4 separate regions of the Zea mays genome follow, and all the other regions are linked to region 1. Evidence: chromatin contacts called from public Hi-C data. All regions are on one chromosome and are shown on one strand. The core of a region is the stretch at or near the end of the contact, and the rest is flanking DNA. Distances in the headings are between cores, read along the strand shown. Region 1 holds the start of LOC109623449. Region 2 holds the start of LOC103638764. Region 3 holds the start of LOC100281081 (potassium transporter 10). Region 4 holds the start of LOC100278947.

Region 1 (3,182 bases), core at 268-2,767:
GGACGCCTCTCAAGACATCAGATCTATCGAAGGTGCTCGTTGGAGGAGGACGCCCTCCGATGCTCCTCATCGGAAGAGATCGTTGTCTTCAGATGCCACACGGACGGTCATCGCATCCATCATCGCTCGCTCCTCGAAAGGTCGTCGCAACCGCCACCGATCGGGCCTCGGAAAGTCGCGGTCGCCGCCACCGCTCGCGCCTCAGGCAGTCACGGCCGCCGCTCGCCGATGTCGCTTGGGAGCGCCGATGTCGCTTGGGACCGCCGCTCACGTCTCGCGCCGCAGGAAGTCGTCGTCGACGTCCGGCCGTCGCTCGCCACCACTCGCACCTCACGCGGTTACAACCACCTCCAAACCCCTAAACCCTAATCCCTATAGGTCTGGATCTTTTTATAAACACCCGAACCTAGTTCGGCTCAACCGGATGTCACGTATGACTTAGGTTTACATTAGATATTGAAAGTTCTAGGCTTATATTATATAAACTATATATATCATCTAAGGCCAAGCTTCATTTAGACTCAACCAATCAGCCAAACGCCTCACCAAGCGAACCAATCAGCCCACAAAATTATATTTTTGAATTTGAAACCGAAATCCATAAAAAACGGACCGAAATTCGCATCTCGTTCTGCAGCAAAAACAGAAAAGTTCACAGAAATTCGGGAAATCTTTAATCTTCACCGAAATTCGGTGATTTCCCGGCGAGAAACGAATCCGTCTGTGGCCTCGTCGTGCTTGAATCCTTCCTTGGTCGACGTGACCTCGCACCATCCACTGACCGGCGGTCCACACGTGATGACCCTGCTGAGCAGCAAAATTCAACGCCCAACCTACAACCTGTCGCACTTCATTCCCTTCCATGTTATTTTAATTCGAGGGAGCGCTCTCCGCGGTTGCCACGCGCCCACGCCACGCGGTGCACTTCATTCCTGTGGACACAGACAGACACATGCACATCGCTCCGCTGTGTTTCGAAACGGCGTGAGAGTACCTCCAGCTGTCCCTATTCCAATATTCAAGATCTCCAGCGGTTCGTGATATCTCGTTTATCTCACGAGCCGGTTCGTTAACAAACCGATCTAGCTCGTTAACCAACCAAAATAGATTTATAACTCAGCTCATAAAAAATTTAAACAAGTCGATCCAAATCGAACTGAACTGATCACGAACCAAAGCCATAAACATTTAGTCCGGCGCGCAGGCGGCGCTTCTCCGCAACCTTTTCCTCTGTTCTATAGTACTACAACTATAGACGCACGCGCGTACAACAATGAACGTTTTTCTCTCCTTGTGCTCCCACAAGTCGCAGAAGGTAACGTCACCCGTTACGAGAGTGAGTGCCCGCGGCCGGCAGCCGCCGCCGCCGTGCCTGTGCGTGCGGTTGCGCTCGGCCATTGAGAAAGCGAAGGGCGAACGAAGGCGCGGGGCAGCTCCGCAGGCCGCAGCTGAGGGGGAGGGGATCCGCGACGTGGACATGCTGCTCGGGCCTCGGTGGTCACTCGAACTGGATCGCTGTGTCCACCTCTGATCTCTTCATCCTCGGGTCGGGACTCCTCTGTCTCCTTGCCCTGTCCCCAAACAACCTCTGAATAAAGGGTAACTACCATTACGCCATTCGCATAAAAAAAACTGAGCCTGCCCGCCCGCCCGCGCGCTCCGCTCCGTGAACTATATCTATCTATCACCTGCTGCTCCAAGGAGGCGGACAGAGGCAGGCAGGAAGGCACTCACTTCTCCAGGAGCCCGGAGTCGGCAGCAAGAGAGAATGGCCGCCGACGCCGCCGCCGCCGCCACCCTTCGTACTGCTCTCTCCCAAGGTGCGCCCACACACCCGCTTCGCCATCCCCACCGCCGACTCCTTGGCTTGTTTTCTCCGACTCCGATCCTACCTACCTAGCTAGTTATTATAGCCTTATAGCTTGTCGACCTCATAAATCTCTCCACGTAGTTCTTTGGATGGGTCGTCCGTCGTCGTCGCTAAGATAGGAATAGGAGGATTAAGAACCTCTCCGCTCGGTCAGGTTGAGCTTGGCAGGCTAGAACTAGAAGCTTGTGCCCTCGCAATTTTTTATTTTTTTAGCTTTCTTTCTGCCAGCGCAGATCTCCAGGGACTATAGTACGTTATCGTTTTGGTTTTGGAGGCTGGTTGTTGACCATTACCCGTCCCAGCAACCAGTGTACCATATCTAGCTGTTCAACGCATCTGACTCCGAGGCCGACTACATCGGTTCAGCTGAAGTTTACCCTGAATACCGTTTTATTCTGTAGATTGTATTATTCGCAGAATAAAGTTTAAATATAGATATAGATATAGATATAGATATGGATAAGCTACTGAAGATAGTCTGACTATAACATTTTAGTACTAGTTCTTCGAAAAACAAAGTATTGTCTGTTTCTTCGGATAGTTGGGGAGTATCGGATATAACACGAAGGTCAGGAACCATGGATGCACCCATGATTGCATAAAAGTTCTTTTTTTTACGGTTTCAGAAGCATGTTTAGGTTCTTTCACCTCTGGGTTGGAGTATGACGGCTTCAAATGCTACACCAAAGTCGCGGAGGGGACCATTTTTTAGTTCCTGATCGGGTATAGTTGGATACTTCATGAATAAGTGGTTGGGTCGTAGCTAGGCCAGGCATTGAAAGCTGGCCGACATGTTTTTGAGAATTATTATATTCAAAATGGACCGGGTTGAATCTCACACATGTTTGGGAGCTAAAGGTGAGTATATGGCTGAGTTGGGCTATGGAAGGGCATTATCAGTGGCGGAGCGCTCGGTATGCCGAGCTATGATGCTCGCCATACCTTACTCCATCCTCCATCGTGAGGAACCGGTGCTTCAGGCTCAGACAGTAGTGGACAGAGAACACCAAGGTCGAGAGTGAGATGGCAAGGCGAAGCTGTCGATGAAGCGCGTCTCCTCACTCTTCCATGGCGTCGTCCGCTGACCTCCTCTTCATGCCCTTCTAGTGCGAGCACTCGTCGATTTACTGCCTTAGTGCCTTGCACTCAAGGCCTTTATGTCCAACTCACCCCACCTCCCATCCGATGTCTCACTCTTCATATCCTTGCCACAGACGCGCCACAAGTCTCCATCGACAGTTCTGCACTCACACTGCTCTATAGCCTAGACCCATAGCGCTCATGCCTCGCGCCCCACCCTACCTCAAAGTCG
Region 2 (3,182 bases), core at 319-2,818, 210 kb before region 1:
TAGCCTTCCGCGTGTGGGGTTCGCGGGAGGCCGTCAGCTATCTAGGCCAGCAGTCCTCCGACTTCACTCGGCGTGTCCATTGCACGGGCGAAGTCAGAGTATAGGTTCCGAGCAAAGAGAGGGTTCTCTCGGCGCAGCCTTGCACCTTGCTCGGCTTGCTCTCGTTCTCGGTCCTGAGCTTGTCGACGATCGCAGCGGCAAGAGTTTCGCCTTTCCCGGTGTACTCGCTCGTTGGGAGATTCTCCTACTTCTGAGGCTTCGTCCCGGGATACGGGCTGCGCTGGATCCCGTTCCTTAGCTTCGTAATGTCGTCGCACGTTCCGGCGTCTGTTCCTCCGTTGTCGTGCTTCACGCTGGGTAGGTTCTTCCCCTTGCATGGTAGACTCATCGTCGGAGATGGGTGATGACTCTAATCTCCCCCGATGAAGAGGACGTCGGGGTAGAAAGGAGTCGTCGCGATGGCGCTCTTCTTTCCGTCCTCCTTTGAGGGTGAAGGTGTCGGAAAGACGGCTCAGCGTGCTCTCGTCCCCTAACTCAGAATGTTTGCTTCCTTCTTTCGAGTGATCCGTGTCCACTCCTTTGTGGGCGAGGTGGACATCAGAGTTTTTCGGGTAGGTGAGCTCCGGCCTTCGGTTTGTAAGAGGTCATCTTCGCTTGAGATGTGGGTGGTGGCACCACCCGCTATTCTGCTCTGGCTCTCCTCGGGATTTCCGAGGAAAGCTTCTTCTCCGGCGGATCTGCTATGCGGTGCAGAGTTTCCTCTTCATCTACTACGGATGAGATGGTTCCAAAGCAGAACATAGTCTCGGGACGAAGGGCGATCTTGCACTTGGAGGTGATGGCCATTGAGCTAGCTTGGATCAACGACACCCCCCTACCCGGCGCGCCAGCTGTCGGTGTTTAGAGCCCGACCACACACCTAGGGTTACCCTTGTGGTGCTTTTGGGTAGGAAAGTGCTGTTGAGTGTAACTCAATGGTTCTTGCTGGATGCACGAAAGAGAGAGACAAACAATTTTCTGCAGATTCGGGCCGCTTGGAGAGGCGTAATACCCTACTTCCTGGTGTGGATCTATATGTGGTGGGTTACAAGCGATGTCTCCTGGATGGAGAGAAGCTAATGAGATAGGTAGATGGGAATGAAAATGATGTGGTACCCTCTGCGCCTTATATACACGACCGTAGGGCACTCCATACTTACATCATGATCACATATTTCCTAAATAATAGTGAACCGACTGAACTGTTCTTCCGAAAACATCGCCGATTCATCCCTAATCCGCGCCGACATTTGTGGGCGCCACGCGTGGGAAAGTCGGACGGTATCTTTGGATAACACATGATTTGACGGGATGCCTGAGCTTGAGTCTGTGTCTGTCACCTTCTCATGTCGGCCCATTACGCTAGTAGTTTTTGTCCTGCCCATGAAGGGATGGCCTTGCGAGGTAACTGGCCCGATGCCCCACGCGAGGGCCTTTCGCCTTCTAGTGGACCCGGGGATATCTGTCCCCACAGGTCGGGTGGGATTTGATCCGTCCGTTTTTAAACCTAACGGAGGCACAATAACCGTGTACATTATTGACTTAATAGACAGTACAAATAGTATAGATAAAGAAGAGAGAGATGAGATGGGGATTGGGGAATGCGGGATGCGTGTGACGCGTGGACCCCGCACGCAAACCCTAGATCGGAAGCCGCACCCGGGCACATGACCGCCTTATCCCCGAGTCAGACCAGCGGCGGCCGGAACCGGGAGCCCCGTTGCTGGCCACGCCCCCACCGCTCGCGCGCGTCGAGCAGCTTCTCGTCGTAGTTGAGCCTACGCTTGGCGCCTACCGCCGGTTCCGCTGCCGGGTGTCCTCCCTTCGTGCCGCTGACACCAGAGGGTAGGATCCCCGCGCTTTCGACCAGCAGATCCCGCCGCGACCCAGGTAATCGATACACCTGTTCTGTGGGAGTCAAGTGCTTCCTGGGGTTTGTCCGTGACTTCTTGAATTCGGCTTCATTAATCCTAGTCGGCCACACGGATCCGTACTACTGAAAACCAGAACTTCGATTAGGTTTTTCTGTGCCCGCTTATCTGCCGCTTGCTTTCTCAAAGTAATGTATCATGGTACACTGAGCGCCTCCTTGAGAAAAGAAGCAACAAGTTCAATTCTTCACTTGTATTTCATCCTGGAAGATATGTTTAAAATGCACATGAATCAAAACATCGCTATTATTCCCACACCGAGTTTATTTCAAGTTTGCTTGTGGCAGAGGAAAGCCTGGAATCCTCCAGTTACTAGTTTTGCCATTCAGTCCGCTCACTAGGGGCGTGATTAGTTCTGGTTTCTACTTTCTAGGTAGCCAGGCTGACATGTGGCAGCCAGGGTCTCTGCATGTAGGAGCACCTTCTTTGGTTCATGTTTCCATCCATACCATCTCATCGCATAGCTTGATTGGTTGGTCTCTCCCTACTCGCCTTGTGCAGGCGCCAAGAGAGCAGCAGACATGTGACGTGCACTGCGTGAGCTAGGCTCCCCAGAAACAAAATCCCATTTCATTTCTTGGCCTAATTTGCACCCACAAATCCTTGCCCATGTGGACGTCCGTCGAACCAAACATCTACCTCCTGCATGCTGCATCCAACCAGCCTGTTCTGACTGCATGCATGAAACCAATCACACCTTAGATATCTAGTCATTTCCATAGGGGCAGTACCTTCTGTTTGCACATGAAATCCTATATTTCTACAACTATTTATGAAGCTGAACTGCTGAACTACTGATGTTTGGGTTGTTATTAAACATTGCATTTAACCATTGGAGATGTTTGTTATCACTTTAAAATTATTAATGGAAAAAGTACAAATTACTCCCCTCACCTATGGACAATGTTCACAACTTCACATAGCCCCCCACAGTGTTTTTAGTTCATTTTACACCTCCATTCGTTTGAGTTGATTTAATTTACCCCTTTACAGAATTTGTCTTTTTCCTTGTGTAATAGACACACATGGAGTGTCTCAAAGAAATCAGTTAGTAGCCTAATTCTTGAACTTGTTGTCCCTTTGTAGGAAGGAGACACTTATGGGGAAGGGACAAATATTAGCTGTTCTTCAAATAGGTGGAGAATTCAACACCGATGAAGATGGACACATGTCATATTCTGGTGGAGAGGCACATGCTATGCATGTTCAAAG
Region 3 (3,182 bases), core at 392-2,891, 190 kb after region 1:
GACAAAGAATTTACTTAAAAGACATGACCCACATTTTTTTCATATATAACTTTAGTAAAACTGTTTGATTCTTTAATATGACTAGATAATCGTACAAAAGATTATTACTCATTTTATATATTCTATAATGATCCTGGAGCTATTAATGATCAGTGGCCTACTATTTGATTCGCTATAAGAAATTTTTTATAAAATAGAAGGCAATGGAAACCAGAAAAACTGGTGCTTTATAAGAGTAGAAATTTATTAACAACAAAAACGGTTTTTCTTGACTATATAATTTTCACTTCTTTATTATTTTGTATATTATATCTAAAGGTGCTATCATCTGTTTTAGATAATAAATGTTACCTATAATAACGTATAGGATGGGGTATCCAGTATTTGCAATGATAGAGATGAGAGCAACTACAAGCCACTCTTTATATCCTTTTTGAATAATTGATATGAATAGAGATTTGTGTGAAAAAAATATTCTCTAACAGTTTTATTTGGTTATCGAAATATACTGGCCTTTTATTTCAGATCTGTGCCTGTCAAGAATAAAAAAATGATCCTCTAAAGTACACGAAAAGTACAATAAGATATATAAAACTATCAGAGAGCAAAAAGATATAGAAACCAATTTTATGCAAATAGCCCGATAAATGGTAATTTAAAGTCTGTTTATATTATCTAATCGAAACTTAAGTTTTTAATTAAAGCTCTATACAAACAATCTAAGGGGATGTTTGGTTTATAAGGACTAATTTTTAACCTCTACATTTTATTATATTTTAGTTCCTAAATTGCTAAATATGAAAATTAAAATAGAGTTTTAGTTTACTTATTTGGCAATTTAAAGATAAAAATATAATAAAGTAGAGGGACTAAAAATTAGTACCCATTAAACTCTAAATTTTCCTCTTATTTTTAGTCTATCTTATATTAGAGAGCTTAAAAACTAAACTAAAGTGCTTTAAAACTTTTAGAGATAGAATCACTTTATAATTATTAGAGCTTGAAAGTTTAGAAGAGAAAATCTAAATAGTTTTCATTAGACCAGAGTAAGATTTTAGAAGACTTCTGGCATAAGGACGTGAGGGCCACACCAAGCAACCAGACACGCCCTTTGGCAAAAGGGAAAAGCGCCACTTTCTCCGCTTCTTTTTTATGATCCCTTCGTCTCTTCTCTTCGGAGTAGTTGGGAAGCTAGAGAATCAAACGAGATTGGTGATGCTAAAATCTACTGCTTATTTAATTTTAAATAAAAACTAATTTGATAATCCTATTTTTAAGAGATTTTTATTTTATTAAAATAAAAATAAACTAATTTATTTTTAAAAATAAAAATAAACTAATTTATTTTTAAAAATAAAAATTCTTTAGAAAAATAAAATGGTCAAACTAACCTTAAAAAAGAGATTTTATTCTCTCTAATTATCTCCGGTTTTTGGACTAGCCCTTTGTGTCCCACTCGCCACCCCTATATTCTCTATTTCTCTCTCCCGCGTTCTCCACTTCTCGTCTCCTTCCTTCCGCTTCCTCCGTCCCCTGGCGGCCTGGCCCCTGCGGTTTCTGGTTGTCCCTCACGCCAATGTAGCTTGCCCCTGTTTTGTTGCTTTGACCACCTTAAAAACCTCAGGGCCTTCAAATATACTCACCGAATCACATCCTGTCACGCCTCCTGCTCAAATTCCTAACGCCCGAGAAACCAAGAACCGGGGTGAGGCCGCTGTGCGACGCCGTCACCTTCACCTAATCCCAACTTCCCCACTAGTCCTCAAGTGTCTCTCTTCTTCTCTTCGGTTACAAGAGCAGACCGGAGTTACCGGGCGGTGGAGGCCGCGATGAAGAGCCCTCCTGTCATGGATCCCGAGGCGCCGCCATCGCCGCCGCTGCCGGGCACTCCTCCCGATGACGAGGTATGGTGGACCGGGGTTGCCTGGTGTTTCGAAGGTCCAATCTTGTCGGGCGGCTCTTGTTCGCCGTCGCCGTGGCTCCTGAATCTCAGAATGCCCTTGTCCGTCGGTTTTCTTGCGATCTTGGAGGGTTCCGGTCCTGAAATGTGCTGATTTCTTTTGTTTGTGTGGCTGTGCTGTGCCCGCAGGAGGAGAAGCGGGGAGGACGGAACGGGGTGCCATGGCGGATGACGCTGAGCCTGGCGTACCAGAGCCTTGGCGTGGTTTACGGCGACCTCAGCACGTCGCCGCTGTACGTGTACAAGGCGGCGTTCGCGGAGGACATCCAGCACACGGAGAGCAACGAGGAGATCCTCGGCGTGCTCTCCTTCGTCTTCTGGACGCTCACGCTCGTCCCGCTCCTCAAGTACGTCTGCGTCGTCCTCCGCGCCGACGACCACGGCGAAGGAGGCACCTTCGCGCTCTACTCCCTCCTCTGCCGCCACGCGCGCGCCGCGCTCCTCCCGCCAGGACGAACCGCCGCCGGGGACGAGGACCAGTTCTTGGACGGAGCCGACGGTGGCACCAAGAAGGCTACGGCGCAGAACGGCAATGCAGTGACGCTGGGCGGGGGCGCTGCTGCCAGCGTCAGGAGGCTGCTGGAGCGGCACAAGGTGCTGCAGCGTGTGCTGCTCGTGCTGGCGCTGGTGGGCACCTGCATGGTGATCGGCGACGGTGTGCTCACGCCGGCCATCTCCGGTGAGTGAGTCAACGAACGCCTTTCGCCTTGCCTGATGGCTGATGGGCTCCGCTGCTCTCGACTTGTTTGGGCTGTGTTGCTGTGCTGTGTAGTTCTGATTCTGACATGCTGCTCTGCTGTTGCAGTGTTCTCTGCAGTTTCCGGGCTGGAGCTGTCCATGGAGAAGGAACATCATAAGTGTAAGGATCCAATCATCGCCCTCCTATTGATTTTGTATTTGTTGAGTCTAGATTTGTCTTTGTAGCTTTATAGGTACTGTTCATCGATTCAAGTTGTTAGTTAAATGCATCAGGGTCCACCTTAAAGTTTCCTGATGCAATCATACAATTGTGTTCCGGACTTGGTTTCAGCGACTTCTTAACTGTGAGATGTGTGCAAGAGTGGATTTGTGGTATTTGGAGTTTCTCATAGGAAAAGGTGGTCAAATCAGATGCCATGTAACTGAACAATTTGGTTCGCAGAAGTTGTAATGGCAGGGTGTGAACTGTTGAACACAATCACCTCGAGTTATCTCTCTGTTTAATCAAAAGATGTGGTGTAGT
Region 4 (3,182 bases), core at 338-2,837, 130 kb before region 1:
AAGAATACATATGGCAATTATTAAATAGGTTAATAAACTGCTCAACTTACGTTAAATAAAAAGATTCCGGTTTAAATTCCAATTTATGCCCTCTTCCACTGTATCCTAAATATTATGGAATGCTGGAAGATGGATACACCACTGCATTCAAACTCATATATAGAAATATGTTTGCACACAAGTTGATTTGTAGTTCCCTGCAAACTTATTTATTTTCCATCTCTCGGATTCTTGAGTGTAATTGGATAGCCAAGCAAGAAACCGTTTTATTTTGTTCACACTAGTGGTAATCGATTTTTTTATTACTTCAGTTAAACAAACATCATGCTGTTGTGATCATTCTAGGTTTTAATGGTGAAGTGCAAATTAAAAATTAGTTCAGTTAAAAACAAACATCATGTTGTGACCGATGAAGCCTTGAATGATCAAGTTATAGACGATACTATCTGCAAATTTAAACTGGATATGATTGATTTATCCAGCATATATACAAGTCAAACTGTTGAAGACTAGGAGACTGTAGTTTTTCGTTGATCAAAACAAGTAGGTACACGAGTATAATCAACAGTCCATCTCTTCATATAAGATTGCCAGTTTCTTGATCAGCCCATCACTGTATAAGTATCCCCTCATCATTTAGGAGAAAAAAATGGGGAAAAAAACAAAGCACAAAAATGGGTAAACATTTGCTTCGGCAAAACTGCTGGGAGACAGCAGATTAGATTTGCGGAGTGACAAAAAATGGAATAAAATGAGGTGACTAAAAATTAGTCCATAAAAATCAAACACCCTCTTAGCGTTGCGATAGTTCCTCAATTTTCAACAAATCTTTCTGAATTCGCCAAAAAGAAAACTAGCTAAGCATTTCGTTTTGAAAACCAAACTTCTTGTCCACATGCATATATATATACACCTAAAAGCTCGTCCAGCATTGCCTTTATTTAGGACGGAGGAACAGATGTACACATCCTTACATAGTTACAGACGATATTTGAGAGAGTAAGTAGATGGATATATTGACATGCATGGGGCTTAAGTATAGTGTCAAGCACGTACAGTAGTAATTAACGGAAAATGAAGCGAACTAAGCTAACCATCAGTCGGGGAAGAAGGAAGAAGGAAGCGCTAGTGACTAGAGAGATTATCTCGAGCAGAGGCATGAGCAGGCTCGAGAGACACAGATAGACTAAAGATTTCACATGGTGGTATATGATCGGCGCCGTGCACATGGACACTCCTGCAGGGCCTAGCTCGAGGCGGTGGCATGGAACCTGGCGATGAACGCCGACGCCTTCATGTCGACGTCGCGCTCGCCTACGTACCACAGGCCGTCCTCGTCGCTCGGCCGCACCTTCCTGGACGACCGCCGCGGCTGCTCGTACCCCGGCTCGTCGGCGTAGTACCCGCCTTCTGACCCGCCGAAGCAAGACAGGCTGGCTCCCATTCCGGCGGCGACCGATGACCCCGAAGCTTCTTCTTGCCTGCTGGCGCTCTAAGCTTCTCTCGGAGCACAGCACAGACGACAGTTGTCAGGCACTGGACGCACTAAGCTCACTAGGAAACTGCTGCTGCTGCTAGCTAGTTCAGTAGTTGTGTTCCGAGGGCCGCCGGGTCCTCCCCAATTTATAGCGGAGGGTGCGCGCAGCGGGGCCAGGAGATCATTTCTGCGGCGGCATCCGACGGCTCATCGAGCGGGCCACGCGTTGTGCACGTCGGGACGAGACGACGAATAGACTCTTCAGTCTTCACACGGTGACCTGAGCTGACTGCAGATTCTTTCTTCAGACTCCTGCACTGCAGCTATCTTCGTGGATGAACCGCTGCAACAGGTAGTTTTGCTCTGCGAACATTGAACCGAGTGCTAGATGGCTTAATTGTCATGAATATATTATGGTAATAATTGAAGGCAAATGGGCTTTCCATATATTCACACGATCACCCAAGCTAGCTAGCTAGCTATAGCTACTGGTTTTAAGGTACTGCATAGAGCATTTGTTAATCTTTTATGACATCATGCAGTTGAGATAAGGAATAGCTAGACGAGTGCTCAGATAGCAAATAAAAGTTTGTGGCGACGATAAGCCGGCATCTCGGAGTCACTAATACGTGCGGTCATTTCAGCATTTTTTTATACTACCTTCGTTCTCGAATATTTCTCACACTCGCTAGTTCATTTTAAACTAAAACGTGACAAATAAAAAACCGGAGTAAAAATAATTAGTAAATATACGTTCATCAAGATTTGGTCTACCTACTACTTGTGGTGAGAGATCGCACTACTATTCACTGTTTGTGATATTATCGATCGACCTTTTCTGTAAAGCGGTTAGTATTTACAAGTGTAGACAGATTTGCACGACTTTCCTTCGCAGCTTAGGCTACCTCGTTAGAGTGTACGGCTTGTATTGAGCAAACCTATTGCCTGAAAGAGAGACAAAGAACACCATTCACTTAACTCTCTTATTCCTTACCGTTTAGGGACGGTATATATAGTCGTCGCAGCGAATTGGTGCTTGTTCTTCTTACCTTTCAGCACGCGTAATTATCGCACATGTCTCCCACAGCAACAAGCTAGACGCATTTAGGTCAATGCAAGTGAGATAAGGATTAACAACGAAGATAAGAATTAAGAACGATGATCATGGACGATGTACAGCAGTTTGGTAGTAGGACCGGTCAAAAGAAGAACAAAACTTCCTGAAAAAAGCTGCCGCTAATAATCCCATCACTGCAAAGTGCAAGTTGAATACTCGATATGTTTCTTCTACCAAACCGTGGCATGCACGGTTGAATACTAGATATGCTTTGGACTTTGATGAGTAGCTAAGTAAGAAACCAATATCACATGCATCTTCTTTGAAACTTCTCTAGGTGTAGACGTCTATTGTAATTGTAGCATATGCACCAAAACACTCGGAAGACGGAGATATCTGGCTTTTCCTATTGAGCAATTCACATGAAGTCTTCTCAAGCAACCGATGAGAAAATAACCGATTTGATGCATAACAGGTTGTGTTGATAGCTTCGTCCCAAAACCTCTCCGATGTGTTATACTCATCAATGATAGTTCTTGCAAGAGCGATCAAGGTTCTGTTCTTCCTCTCAACTACTCCATTTTGATGAGGTGTGTAAGTTGCTTAAACTTCATGTTTGATCCCAACTTCATCACAATACTCATGAAT

What was found. A called contact is a pair of places that touch in the nucleus more often than the background predicts.
Region 2: a Hi-C map of bundle sheath shows a contact between it and region 1, with 2.3 times the contacts expected there. The contact joins the promoter of LOC103638764 here to the promoter of LOC109623449 in region 1. A contact is called at or near these places in 5 of 25 Hi-C or Micro-C datasets (bundle sheath, ear, leaf and 1 more).
Region 3: a Hi-C map of ear shows a contact between it and region 1, with 4 times the contacts expected there. The contact joins the promoter of LOC100281081 here to the promoter of LOC109623449 in region 1. A contact is called at or near these places in 17 of 25 Hi-C or Micro-C datasets (bundle sheath, ear, endosperm and 6 more) and 2 of 3 datasets of contacts at active chromatin or transcription factors (leaf and seedling).
Region 4: a contact with region 1 is called in a Hi-C map of ear, with 4 times the contacts expected there. The contact joins the promoter of LOC100278947 here to the promoter of LOC109623449 in region 1. A contact is called at or near these places in 12 of 25 Hi-C or Micro-C datasets (bundle sheath, ear, leaf and 3 more).

Annotation. Positions count from the first base shown.
Region 1 is chr9:103,786,454-103,789,635 of Zm-B73-REFERENCE-NAM-5.0, forward strand. LOC109623449 reads left to right here and starts at 1,518. Exons shown (of 7, transcript NM_001348467.1): 1 at 1,518-1,820.
Region 2 is chr9:103,576,776-103,579,957 of Zm-B73-REFERENCE-NAM-5.0, forward strand. It overlaps LOC103638764, which reads left to right and starts at 1,569. Exons shown (of 3, transcript XM_008661583.4): 1 at 1,569-1,929; 2 at 3,057-3,182. The coding sequence starts at 3,070.
Region 3 is chr9:103,979,607-103,982,788 of Zm-B73-REFERENCE-NAM-5.0, forward strand. It overlaps LOC100281081 (potassium transporter 10), which reads left to right and starts at 1,642. Exons shown (of 9, transcript NM_001154000.2): 1 at 1,642-1,904; 2 at 2,090-2,639; 3 at 2,766-2,819. The coding sequence starts at 1,830.
Region 4 is chr9:103,652,740-103,655,921 of Zm-B73-REFERENCE-NAM-5.0, forward strand. It overlaps LOC100278947, which reads right to left and starts at 1,588. Exons shown (of 1, transcript NM_001364508.1): 1 at 995-1,588. The coding sequence starts at 1,444. The coding sequence ends at 1,247.